Regions from separate parts of the Mus musculus genome. Here region 2 is linked to region 1. A link is a contact called in public HiChIP or PLAC-seq data. All regions are on one chromosome and are shown on one strand. Each heading gives the region's core, a stretch centred on a gene start, on an enhancer-like site or on the middle of the called end of the contact. The rest is flanking DNA. Distances are from core to core; before and after follow the strand shown. Region 1 overlaps Atxn1 (ataxin 1). Region 2 has its middle 12 kb from the start of Stmnd1.

What was found. HiChIP or PLAC-seq counts read pairs in DNA pulled down with a chosen protein or histone mark.
Region 2: a contact with region 1 is called in an H3K4me3 HiChIP or PLAC-seq map of bone marrow-derived macrophages, with 7 times the contacts expected there. The contact joins two enhancer-like sites. A contact is called at or near these places in 3 of 15 datasets of contacts at CTCF or cohesin (large pre-B cells, pro-B cells and stem cell-derived epiblast-like cells), 6 of 484 Hi-C or Micro-C datasets (the P5424 cell line, Th1 cells, brown adipocytes and 3 more) and 2 of 115 datasets of contacts at active chromatin or transcription factors (astrocytes and bone marrow-derived macrophages).

What each region holds. Positions count from the first base shown.
Region 1 is chr13:45,690,233-45,697,429 of GRCm38.p6, forward strand. The region is part of intron 6 of Atxn1 (ataxin 1); the gene reads right to left. Among named protein-coding and RNA genes, the nearest start is that of Gm34582, 170 kb to the left of the region's middle. Within about 2 kb of position 3,494, at least 84 of the 459 cell types and tissues checked have an H3K27ac peak or open chromatin away from gene starts, as enhancers often do. A contact at or near this core is called in bone marrow-derived macrophages, where this site is marked.
Region 2 is chr13:46,257,773-46,264,710 of GRCm38.p6, forward strand. No RefSeq gene overlaps it. Among named protein-coding and RNA genes, the nearest start is that of Stmnd1, 12 kb to the right of the region's middle. Within about 2 kb of position 1,794, at least 5 of the 459 cell types and tissues checked have an H3K27ac peak or open chromatin away from gene starts, as enhancers often do. A contact at or near this core is called in bone marrow-derived macrophages, where this site is marked.

The sequences.
Region 1 (7,197 bases), core at 2,244-4,743:
TCTCCTGACCCCTGGTTCTTCCTAGGTCACATCCCCAACTCTGAACACTAGTGCTGATTATCAGCAAAACATTAACCCAATTCACACACACACACACACACACACACACACACACACACACATACATCCACTGTACTATCAAGTGCATTGATATCCCAAACATCCCACACACTGCCTGGATGATCCACTAGCTGGCTAGCTACTAGTTGGCTTGCTCCTCTCCGAGGGAATGTAGCTGTACCAGCCCATGTAACTGATCTTCAGTAAATGGCACTCCCATGGTCTACCTAAGTCACTAAGTGACATCCTGCTCCTGGAGGCTGGCCCAGATGAAGGAAATGTAAAATCCTCTCTGTGCCAGGTGACTGCCAGCTCCATTCCTGACCCCCCTCAAGGCTTCCCATGTCCATTTCCACTCCTTTGGTTGTCTTTAGGGAAGCACCTGCCAACAGGTTGCTATGACAACTGGCAACACAGCTGAGGCACAGAAATAGATCACCAGGAGAGCTAGGAACAGGAAAGGCAAACCCCAATGATAGCACTGAGATCCCCAAGGCTGCTCTGACCCCCCAAAAGGAGCATGAAAGGGGGACAGGGGACTCCCTTCAGGCCCAGGATAGTGACTCTATTCCAAATCATGTGTGCTAGTAGCAGATAAGCAATAACCCACTGACATTAATAGATTTTGTTTATTAGTGTTCTGAGAGTCCAGGGAGGAAATTTATTCAGAAGTACAAGTGTGACAGACAGCCAGAGGCAGGTAGAAACACTGAGGTGGTTAAAGAGAAAAATCTGCTTGCACAAGAAATGGTGGCCTTAAACAAACAAACAAACAAACAACCTAAAGATTTATTTAGTTTTATACATAAAGTACACTATAGCTGTCTTCAGACACACCAGAAGAGGGCATCAGATCTCATTACAGGTGGTTGTGAGCCACCATATGGTTGCTGGGATTTGAACTCAGTACCTTTGGAAGAGCAGACAGTGCTCTTGCCTACTGAGCCATCTCGTCATCCCCCAGCCCCTATTCTTACTGTCCCATTCCTTGGAAAAGAAAGAAAAGGCAAAGTAGACTAGAAATCTAGGGCTGTCATAATGGAGAAGGGAGCTTTGTGGCCAGTGCTTTGCTCTATGGAGTGAGTTTGACAGTGCTTACAAAGCCCCAGGAATGAAGAATGTATAGCATATAAAAAAAAATCACTCCTGTGCAAGCAACAAAGGTTCCAGAAGGGGGAAAAATATCAGAAATGAACAGAAACCAAAAATGATCTTAGCAAGAGGGTTTAAGATCAATAAAAAGGATGTGTCCCAGTGTTGGTGAAGACGACAGACATCCTGACTGAAGTAGTGGCATACCCTAGCTCTGGGACTCGTGCTGTGGGTCTGTTGGCCAATTCTGCCAGCATCACCAGCAAATACATTCAACTGCCAGGCACTCAAGAACAGAAGGGAGACAGTCTCAGGAACTTGTGTATATATGCTCGAGAAAGAAGTAGAATTTACAGGAAAACGTTGGTTAAGGGCCTAACGGGTATGCTCCAAAGATTTTGCCTCAGTTACCAAGGCAAATTCTCAAAAGCTGAACATGTTGGCACTTGCCCGGACTTCCGGAACTTGGCATGGAGATATGGGAGAATTAGGAGTTCAAGATCACCGTTAGCTGTATAACAGCTTGAGGCCAACCTGAGCTATGGGAGACCCAGTATCAACAGACAAGCAAACAACAACAGCAACAGCAACAACAGTAACAAAACCTCAAACGACTGTGAACGAAGATCATTACTTGTACGGCATCCTGTTTCTATTTCAATTTTGGCGAGGTCAATTGTTTCAGGAACATAAGCACAAGTAGATAAAAAAGACCTTGCAAAGAAAGACCAACTTGCTTCAAAATAGGCTTCAAAGAATGCAGTTTGCTGCCTCATCTAAAGGGGTTCTGTGCTTCTGCAAACCGCTCTCAGCGAATCATGTAATATATTCACCCAGATGAAAGAAGATAAATCAGATCTTTCTATCTAAGAGTCTTCTTAGCAATAATCTACTATACAGCAAAGCATTAGATCCCTGGTCCCACAAACTTCTAGTGACAAAAGTCTGGCTCTGAGATCTCAGGTAGCCTGACTCAAAAGCAGCTAATACAAGTTTTATCTTTCAGTGTTTCACACTTCTTGGGGCACACACAAGTATGGATTGACCTTATTCCCTTGCTAGGAAGTTTAAGGCAGAGGCTCCCAGAAATACGGCTCTGAGTAATTCTGCCCAGCACCCCTCTTGGCACACCTGAGTGCCTTGGCATCTCCAACTCCAGTGGAGCGCTTCTGAGATAAGCTCCCGAGCACAGTGAACAGAGATGGCTCAGTCCTGCACGCTGGACTGAGAACTTCTCCTGATTCATAACCTTCTTTTAACAAATAGTATTCTAAAGGTCAGTTAGAAATCGTCACGGTCGGTTAGGCGGCTCCACCCCTTCCTATCCCCACTCCCCCCTGCCCCCAACACAGATATGGCAGGAGTTCACAGACTCTTCTTTGCACAGCTCTTTCCTTCTGTGAGACTGCTGGGGGGTGGAGGGAGCTGAGGAGAGCGTCTGTGCCTGCAATGGCTGGACCTGGCCAAGCAACTCAGAGAGCAACAGTTAAGACTCCTCTCAGAGAGAATGGCCTATACTCGGGTCTCCAAGAGGTTCCTTCTCCGGGTAACATACAAGGGAAGCGGCCCGAAATGAATGAAGCTACCATAAGTGAGATTTGAAGGAGGTGAGGGGAGAGATTCAAATGAGCAAGACAGGAAATCCTTGTAGAATCCTGCATGGAAAAGGACAGAGCCTCCTCACCTGTGGTCCACAGGCCAACCTGCAATTTCAAACAAGGACTAAACATGTGGAGGGAACCCCCTGTACACACACACACACACACACACACACACACACACACACAGATGATAATAAAATGTCCTCTCTCAGACCCTCTTACCTATTTCAGAATGTTTGTATGATCTAGAAATTGGTATCGCAGATGCAAACCTAAAAACTCCGACCTGACAGACACATCAGGAAACCACTTGAGTGTTCTTAGAAGAATGTGCACGTGCGGTTTTCTTACTCCTAGACCAGAATTCACACCCCTTGTCTCTGTGCTGTTTGAACAGGCAGAGTGCTGTTTGGTTTTGCCTGCTTCTTCCTAGGTGCACTCTAAATGGTATTCTAAGCAGTTATTCTGATAAAGGGCTGGAAAAACACCCAAGCTTTAGGACACCTTCATTCCTGTCATCCTCAGAAGCAGGGAAGTATGATGTGGCCTTCCAAAACTGGCTTCTGGTAGCTTTCTCTCCTCCCAAACACCACAGAGCAGAAGCTGGGCCTCATCTGAAGTAACCCATCAATTCTTTCCTCTAAGTGGTATGCCTGAGGGGGAACGCTCCCCGTGACCTTGTGCTTAGCTAACTTCCCGTGTCATGCAGCACTTCCGGCCCAGCTCCGTGCCAGGAATAAAAGGGAACGCAGATGTCAATGAAATGACGGGGCTATACGAGATAAAAAGATCGCCATCTGTAGACAGTCATGTGTAGGCTGCTCATAGACAAGAAACCACAAACCACTCAGTTGGAAAAGAGGAGGAACGGCGTGGGGTGGAATTTTGCTTTTTAAGTACCCCAAAATCCCCCAGGCTCACTAATAGTTACACTATAATATGATGGCCTTAAATGCTTTCCCTACCCACAGCAATATCACACATATCACAGACATTTAGCATCTACTCCTACACTGCAGTGAGATCAGTGGATAAGACTGTGACTCTCCAACACTTACACAAAAAGTCAAACATGGCCATGAGACACATGTGACCTTAAAACGGTGGCAGGGCACGGAGACAGGAGGACCGCTTGGGCTTGCTAAGCTGTCAGCACCCACATTGTCTAGCTTCTATTAGCCTGTAATTCCTGCTGCGGGGAACCTGATACCCCCTTCTGGCCGCTGAGAGTACTCTCACTCATGTATGCACACATATGTACAATTAAAAATAAGGACATCTTAAAGGTTGTTAGATTTACTCACGTTTGCGTGTCGACAAATATATCTGGGCATACACACACCATGTCAACGTATAGGGAGATCAGAGGACAATTTGAAGGAGTTGGGTCTCTCCTTCGATCACGTGGGGGCTGAGGGCCTGAATATATATCGTTAGAATTGTTGTGAGCCCCTTTAGCTGCTAAGCCAGTGGCTCTCAACTTTACTAAGGTGGTTCCTCAGGTTGTGGTGACCTCCAGTCATAACATTATTTTCACTGATACTTCACAACTGTAATTTTGCTACTGTCATGAATCATAATGTAAATATCTGTGCTTTCTGATGGTCTTAGGCGACTCCCGTGAAAGGGTTGGTTGACCCCCCCCCAAGGGGGCCAGGACCCACAGGTTGAGAAGTGCTGTGCTAAGCCATCTTTACATCAGAAGGCTACACTCAGCGCATTAAGCCAAAAGCACCGGAAACCTAGGTTGTAGCAAACCATTGGTTTTTAAAGGAGTTAATGAGGAAAAAGGAGGAGCTGATCTGCTCCACGGCAGAGCAATGTCTCCGTGACACTCGACACAAAAGCTACAACTGCAGAGGTCATTCACTTCCATTTCTCTTGTTGTCCATCTTGAAATGTGTCACCGTGTGTGTGTGTGTGTGTGTGTGTGTGTGTGTGTGTGTGTGTGCTGAGACCCAGGTCACATGGCCACTTGCCACATCGACTACAAAATTCAGGTCTCCTGACTCCTCCTCCTTCAGCTTTCAGTGCCTTCCCCTTCCTGTGCAAGGCTTGAAGCCTCTCAGCTCTCTGAGAGCCAGGTGGAGACACACACACCTCTGTGGGTAAAGGCCAACTGTTAGGAAGAGTGTGACAGAAGGGAGCGGCTGCTAATGAGACAGGCCTGAGTAATCAGGCTGAGGCGTTGTCGGCAGGAGCTGATGAGGCTGGACCGCTTGGCCGAAGATGCTGTGATCACTGCTCACACCTGACAACACCCACACTCATACCCGTCTGCGTGCAAATACACATTCCTTGGCGATCCCTGTTTGTCACACCCTTCTGAGGCACCGGCCTCAAGGCTCTCAGGGCATGAGGACCAAGCTGAAAATAGAAACGGAGGGTTAGAAGGGTGGGGCAAGGTTCAAGCAATTCAAGCAGTGAAAAGAAAGTCCTCGAAGCATGCCTGAGGAGGTCACTGGAGTTTCACATTTTCTTCTTCTCTGCTCACTCTGTTTACAGAGAGATTCTTCAAGTGCCTTAGAGTTGACCGTGTGGTATCTCCAATTTTACTCTTCAGGACCTTAGAGAACTTTTATATCTGAGGTCTGATATAAGCCCTTAATTGCAACAGTGTAAAAGGCAAACCCACCATAACAGTCACAAAGCTGGCCTGGACCAAAGTAACTCCTCTCATTTAAACGGAAGTTAGGTCTGAGAGTGACTTTCTGTAAGACTCATGCTTCCCAGGAAAACAGCAACTTAGAAAACATCATGATGCCAGCAAGTGACCTGCCCAGCAGTGTTTGCGGTGAAACATCCTAAAACTTAAACCCAACAGGGCCCCAGAGTTGTCCGTGAGCGTGACGAAAACTTTTATGAGAAAATAACGTATACAATTCTCCCCCCATGCTGCAGCCCTAAACCAACATGTCCGTTGCTTATTGATTAGGAGGCGTACAGCAACCCACAGATTTATAAAATAACACTTTCTTTGGTGGTGATGGGGGTGGTGAACTGCCTGGGGTCATCGATATATTTGACCTTAACAGTATGACTAAGAATAAAGGACATGGCCATGGGTTCCAGGGCAAGTCACAAACTTATAGAATCCACGGGAGCACACCCACCAGTGAAAACATGCTAAAACAGCAGCGCCTTCCATCAGCTACAATGAGGGGCAGCAAAGTATTGCATTTAAATTCAAGTGTGTTCCATAGCTGCAGTTGCTCATGGAGGCCAGTAGAGGGCACTGAATCTCCTTGGGCTGTAGTCACATAGAGTAGTGTGTTACTCTGATGTGGGTGCTGGGAACTGAACTCTGGGCCTCTGGAAGAGTAGCATGTGCCCTCAACCTCTGAGCCGTCTCTCCGGTTCCAGGAAGTTTTAAACTGAACGAGTTAATTTTGGCAACACTATTAAACCACTACGAAATAGGGATAAATATTTTAATATATATCACAAGATGGTTTTGAGAATTCTTTTGACATTAATACCCTTTTTCTCTCGGATATTTGATGTATCTATCTCAATTTTATGAAATCTTTTAGGCAATCATAAAGAGTAAGTGATAAAAGACTGAAAAGTAACTGTGATTGAGTCACCAAGAAATTCAGTGGGTAAGGAAGGGCACAGGCTACCAAGCCTGACCACTTAAACTTCAGTGAATAAGAACCTAATAACAAGCTATTCTCTGACCCCGACATTCAACCTCTCCCCCAACACAGACAGGCAGTAAGTATGATTTTTAAAAAAGACCTAGAAAGTTCAACATTTATAATATATATGTTATAAAATGTCCAGTTACATGTATACCACACACCCAGATTCTAATTGAAGTTGGCTCTTTATGTTCTGAAAGGCGAAGATATTATTACTTTTTTCCCCCAGCAGTATCAACTGGCTATCCAGGACTTTCCTGTGGTTATATTCTTTCCTGGTCAACACTCTCCTAGATTTTGTGGTGTGTGTATGGGGTGTGTGTGGTGTGTGTGTGTGTGTGTGTGTGTGTGTGTGTGTGTGTGTGTGTGACAGTCACATTCAAACAGCAGATCTAGGCAAACCCATTTCAAATTTCACAGCAAATAAGCTCCTCGAAGCTCAGAGTGGGCCACTTTATCAACTACCAGACCCTGAAACTTGTCAAGTGTCTTCAGCTGACATGAAGCACGGTTTACTAATCCCAACATCGCAGACAATCACCCTGATAAAAGCCAGTAAATTAGCCAATTCTAAAACAGAGAAAAACCCTAAATAACCATTCTTCCATACAGGCCTGACATTTTAAAGGTTAAAAACAAGCAAACAAACAAAACCCAAAACCAAAACAACAGAAACAAAAACCAAATTAATCAACCAAGCAACAACAACAAAAACCCGAAACCAAATCAACAACAGCAACAGTAGCAAAAGAAAAAAAAAATAAGAAACCAACAACAAACATTCTGGTTAAGTGAAAGAA
Region 2 (6,938 bases), core at 544-3,043, 570 kb after region 1:
TCTTCCAAAGAGTCCTCTATAAAAGGGAAACAAGAAAAGGGAGCAAATGCACCCAGCTCAGAAGTCTGCCGGGCTGTATTGGCTGCTTCCACTGATTATCACTGTTACTTTGAGAGGAGACATAATTAGTGCATTAGGACTTAATTGTAGCATAGACAGATGCACCAGATCACCCACCACCTAAGTTTACTCAGAGCTTTGGACACAGTAAAAGCAAGAGTAGCACTCAGTATCGGTGCGGTGATATCGCCCCCCAGTGGCTCTTGGTGACTTAATCACAGCAGCAGCATCCCAAAAGCCACTGTTAGTCCAGAAGGACTCCAGCTTCCACAGAGGGCTGGGAGAGAGTCCTCACCTTCACTTGTCTCAGAGTAAAGCTAGAAAGGGAGTCTCCCCCGCCCCAACCAGCACCCTTTTCTTAAAGGAGACCTGAAAACATTGTTGTCCCTTCTCTGGCACTGTCTCAATAAACAATTGGCATAGCTATTTGGTTTTGGAAAAGAATCCAACAGGAGCTGGTAGGTCCATGCTTAGATGTTCAGACAGGAAAAATTATGTATGAGATCACAGAACTAACTACTGCCAACTACGAGACTTCTGAAATCACGGGCAACCATTGCCACATGTCCTTAGGAAGTGTTGTTGTTCAAGTGGCTTCAGGCTTCTATGACAAGTCTCATTAAGGAGCCCAGGCTGCCTTAGAACTCATTATGTGCCCCAGGCTAGCTCAAACTGGCATCTATTCTCCTGCCTCAGCCTCCAAGAGCTGAGACTGCAGACATGAGCTAGATACCACACACAACTAACCTGTCAGTTACTTGGAAGAGTAGGTTTTTTTTGAGGGGGGAGGGGAAGGTGCTGTGGCATTGTTTTTGTTTGTTTGGGGAAATTGGTTTTTTAATCTTTGGAAACTTATCCAAAGATATTACCATGCTTTTTTTCTTTACTTCAATTATGTTTTCATTTCTCCCTTCCTGGTCTTGTGCTATGACTTTATGCCATTCAATGTATTTTCCAGTTATACATACATATATATATATATATATTTGGGGTGTGTGAAGTTATCCATCAGTGCATGATAACCTTTGGGGGTTTTAATCTTTTCCTTCATAAGTTTTACTTGGAGTAATTTCATTGCTATGTCTTCTAGGTCTCTCATATTTTCCTCAGTAGTATCTAATAGGTTGTTAATCCCATTGAATTCAGTTTGTTTTTTTTAAATCTCATACATGAAAGTTTCAGATTCAAAAGTTCATTTGGCCTTGGCCGTGGTAGAACATGCCTTTGATCCCAGCACTTGAGAGACAGAGGCTGGTGGGTCTCTGTGAATTTGAAGCCAGTCTGGTCTACACAGTGAGTTCCAGGACAGTCAGGACTATACAGAGAAACCCTGTCTTTAAAACAAACAAACAAAAAAGAAAAAGAAAAAAGAAAGAAAAAATAGAAAAGCCCATTCGGATCTTTTTGATATTTCTCATGTTCCTATTCATTCTCTCTGATTCTATGAGTCTATGAGTGTACGTGATATAATAATAAAACATGTGTCCTGGTGACATTTAACTGTCCATTTGACACACAGCCTAGAGTCACCTGAGAAGGAGGTCTTGATTTTGAAAATAACCAGATCTGATTGGCTTGTAGACATGTCTGGGGTCAACAAGACTGATTACTTATAATTGATTATTAATTGATAATAATAGTAGGAGGGCCCGGCCTACTTGGGAAGTGACATTCCTGGAGAGATGAAGCATGTGTCTTAGGACAAGCCAGCCATCAGTGTTTGTCCACGACTTCCCCTTTAAGATCTTGCTTGAGTTCCTGCCTGGACTTCTCTCAGTGATAGACTATGACAAGGAGGAAGTGCCAGAAAAATCCTTTCTAAATTGCTGTGGTTGTTCATCACAGCAACAGAAAGGAAACTAGAACAAACGCTAGTGTCTTGGTTTAGAATTCAAACATGCATACTATTCCTGGAAAAGGTCCCACTGGTCTCCTAGAATTATGGTTCCATCTTTTCCTGCTTCATTGCCTGGCAAGACGTCAGATAGATGTCAGATTTAATCAGTTTTTACTTTTGGGGTCACAGGGTTGTTTCAGGTCCAGAATTTCTGAACTGAGTTTTTGGTGTGCAATTTCATTGCTTGGGCTCGGTTTCAGGTCTTGCTTCTTTCTCTCTTATTTGGCACTAGGTGCATTTTGCATGCATGCATACGAGGCAATCATTCTGCAGCTATGCAGCATGCCAACGCTGGGCCTTCCTTTTACAGCATGTTAAGTAAGATCAAGCAGTAAAGAGGGAAAGGCTAACTTTTTCCCACTACTAAATCTGTCTTCCAGTCTGACTGGTGTGAATGGGTACCCACAACTCTATGCCCCCTCCTCTCTGCTTCTTTTTAGGAATTTCCCTCTCTGCTTTGGGTAACTCTCTCCTGCACTAATGTAAATGAGTCTTCACTACTCCAGCCTCTGCAACTCTCCACAACCCTTCCTCTGGCTAACCTGAGCTTCTGGCGCTCTTACAAATCCGAGCCATCCTTGTCCTGCCTGGCCTCTCTTCTCAGCTGAGTCCCTTGCCCATTCCTAGACTCCACTCAGGTGTATTCCCCATTCAGTCTTTATAGCTTGGAGACTTCCTCTGGGCAGACACTTGGGTAGAGGCTCACCCGGGTGGTGTCCATTTCACAGGGATTCCCTGTCCCACACTGTCTGGTGCCCCAGGTCCAAGGACTTGACAGCCAGGTTGCATATAATGTCATTTGTTTTTAAGGACAGAAAACACCTCTTCCATGACTCCACAAGGATGGGCGATTGAATTCTCTGGACCATGATGCACCAGGAGAAAAGGCTATGGGAAGTTATCATGGTATCTTGATATATGGTAATTGTACAGTTGGAGTAATTTTACTTTTAACCTTGCCTTTTCCTTGTCCTATTGGTCTGAAGGGCCAGGTGCAATAATTCATCTTTCACCTTAGAAGGGATATATCTGCATGCCCCACACCACTGAACTCCTAAGAATTTCACTGAGGAAGAATTTTGGTTAGATTTAGCTTCCATCCTCTGATACACATATGTTGTAGGAAATAAATATATATATATATATTTCCTATGCTCTGGCAGACAATGGCTGACCTGTTCTTATCTCATGGAGACTCTATGACTCGGAGCTCCAAAATCTCTCCACCCAGGTCACTAAGTTCCCACTGGCAGGTTGCTACCACACCAGCCACATGCTTTAAACCCCCCCCCACGGCCTTTTGTGGTGCACATCTGGCAAACCCACGCGTTGCCACCCTACCTTTCTCTCTGGAACCCAGTCAAACTGCTGCATGAAGAGAAATGCCACACAAACTTAGTTCAGAAACAATGGTAACTCAATCTCTGGGCACAACAACTAGAATCCTAATTTTGTAAGCCATATTAAATCTAAATCCTCCAGTGGCAAATCCTGGCGGTTCTACCATAGAAACTGGAAGACACTAGCAGCTCCATCTTGTCCTTATGCTATTCCCATCAAAAAGCCCCTCACTCTCTCCTGCTTACTCTCTTCCTCCATCCAACCCGGAAGTTCCACCTACGTGCCCAGTGATTGGCCCCTTATTCATTGGGGGAAGGTTCACAAGAAGTCGCCTGAGTAGGTGGCTCATTCCTCATTCCAGACAACCCCTCCTGGGAAAGCAGAATTAGCATCAAAATACAGGCATCACCAGGGCCATCCACAACAAGCATGTGTGTTACCAATGAGTCCAAAGTGGTTGCTACCTCCTGCTCATTTGGTCCAATCAGCATAATGTCATCAATATAGTGCACCAATGAGATATTTTGTGGAAGAGATAAGACTATCAAGATCCCTTCTAACTAAGTTATGGCACAGGGCAGGAGAGTTAATATATCCTTAAGGCAAACTATAAAGATATACTGCTGGCCTTGCCAACTGAAAGCAAATTGCTTCTGGCAGTCCTTATAGGCAGGTACTAAGAAGAAGGCATTTGCTAGATCAATAACTTCATACCAGGAACCAGGAGATGTGCTAATTTGCTCAAGTAAGGAAACTTATGTCTGCTACAGCAGCTGATTTAGTTTTCGATAGTCAGCTGTTGTTATCCATGATCCATCTGTCTTCTGCACTGGCCAGGTAGGAGAGTTAAAGGGAGATGTGGTGGGAACCACCACCCTGCATTTTTCAAGTCCTTGATGGTGGCAGTAATTTCCGTAATTCCTCCAGGAATGCGATACTGTTTTTGATTCACTATTTTCTTTGGCAGAAGCAACTCAAAAAAGGCTTCGATTTAACTTTTCCAACCATAATAGCCTTCACTCCACAGGTCAGTAAACCAATGTGAGAATTTTGCCAATTTCTAAGTATATCTATCCCAATTATACATTCTGGAACTGGGGAAATGATCACAGGATGTGTTTGGGGACCTACTGGACATACTGGGAGTATCAGCGAAAACTCCATAAATCACCTGGCCTCCATAAGCCCCTACTTTAACTGGAATGCCACAATGTTTCTTATTAACACATCTCCTGGTACCTGATATGCAACTATTGATCTAGCAAATGCCTTCTCCTGGAATCTCCTAGGATCTCCTGGAATCAGCATCAATTCAGAGCCAGTATCCAACAGACCCTAGAAAGCCTGATTATTTCCTTTCCCCCAGTGTACAGTTACCCTTGTAAAAGGCGGTGGGTCCCTCTGGGAAAGAATTTGAGAAAGGCTAACAGCAAAACATTTAGGTATCTTATCAAGATCCTTCCTCAGGGGAACCTGCCCACCCCTTTACTCAAGGGGTTCTAGGTCTGCAAACTAGCTCAAGTCTGGAAATTGAGTCACTGGCCAAGATTGCCTTTTGCCACAATCCAACATAGTCTTTCTTTCATTTGTTTGAGAAGTTTTGGATTTATACAGATCAAACAGAATTGCAGTAGGCTTCTTATTTATTTCGAGCCTGGAAACACCATAATTGGTTAGCCGATACCAAAGGTCCGAATGAGTCATGCCATTATAAATTTCACCTCTCCAGTGCTGACCATTATGGGCTAGGTCATTATAAACATTGTTTTGTCTATACTGTCTATTATAATAGCTACAATCACCTTGTCTCTGGTGATTCAATGCTGCCACCCGGCCCTTGTTACCTCAGGGTCCAATTAAACTCATTGCATTTAATTCATCCAATTGAGCAACAGCAACTCCGACCCTAAGGTCTGGCACAAGGAAAAGGGCAAGAACAAAATTATTCAAATGTGCTGGTGCCCCTGTAGGCTCAGATGTTTGGACACTTGGTGTCCAGTTGGTGGTGCTGTTTGGAGGAAGGAAGGGTGCAGCCTTGCAAGGGGAAGTTTGTCACTGCCTTGCCCCCACTCCAGTTCACTCGCTCTACTGTGTTTGTGGTTGCAGATAGGAGCTTCCTGCTTCTATGTCTGTACCTGTGACTTGCCATCATGCCTCCTGCCATGATAAACTCTTGATCCTTTGTTGCTCTAAGCCAACAGAAACTTTCTTCCAAACATGGTTTTTGGGCATGGTATTTATCACAACAGAAAAGCGACCAATGGGCTAGCTATTAAATTTACACATAGGTATTTGCGTATTTTCTTTTATTAATCAAATGAATGATATGTTTTTTGAACCTTTTTATGTTCCATCTGGCTCTGATTTTAATATATGAAAACACATTTTAATATATGAAAAATATATTTTAATTTACTTTTGTGTTATCATCTGTGTTTTGCTAATAGTTTTTTGTAATGATTACTTTTTCATCTCTCTTCTGTTTTTAGATACACTTTTTTTTTCAGTTAGGTTTGGTTTGGTTTTGGTGGTAAGACAAGGTCTTGCTATGCATTTCCGGCTATCCTAGAACTTGCTATTACACCAGGCTGACTTTCAACTCAACAAAAATGCACCTGCCTTTATATCTAGGGGAATTACTGAGGAATGTCTACATGCCCAGCTACATGCATGACATTTAATCTTCAAAACATTTTATGTTCTGCATATACTGTGTATATAATGTTTATAGTGCTTATGGGAATGTGTGTTCATGGGTGCCTGCATGCAGAAGCCAGAAAGACACCTGATGTCTTTATCCTACTTTGTAAGACATGGTCTCTCTTGTTGAATCTGAAGTTCATCATTCTAGCTAGGCTGGCCAGCCAACCAACACCTGGGATCAGCTAGTTTCTGTCCTCAATGCTGGGGTTATGGATACATGTGGCCATACTAAGCTTTCATATGCAGACTGGAGATTTGAATCAGATCCTGTTACTCACTGTACCATCTCCTCAGCCCCTAATATTTTATTTTCTAACTGAATTTTACCTCCCTCCAGCCTTCTTTGTATTTTTGGGCTGTGTTTTTCTCACTTAATTTTGCATTCCAAAACAATGTTAATAAATAATATTAAATAAATCAGTATGTTGGTTTGGAAAAAAAAAAAATGTGCTGGTGCCACTCTCACCAGTTTGCATCTTATAGGATTCATAAAGGGCATATCTTCTGGGTCTTCCCATAGTGGAGGATTAGGTTTTATACATTGTATCCACTCTAGCATTGCAATTTCCCTGAGCCTTAAAATACCTTCGTCAACACTAAACCAGGGAATATCAGGCATCTCCAACTTCTTTTCAGTAGGCCATCCTTTGATAAACGCTTCAGCCAACCATTCAAACAAACTTCTAACACCTTTTATTTTTTAACTGTGCGAGCTTCCATATTAAACCTAGAATCTCCACTCAAAGGGCCTATGTCAATAAACTCAGCCTGCTCTAGTTTTATATTCCTTTCACCCTTATCCCACACCCTTAAAATCCATTCCCACACATATTCCCTAGACTTCTGCTTGAATGAATTAGCAAACTCATTTAGCGCCTTAGTAGTATAGCACATGTCCTCATGGACTACACTTTCTACCTCCCCTCTAGGGGTCTGC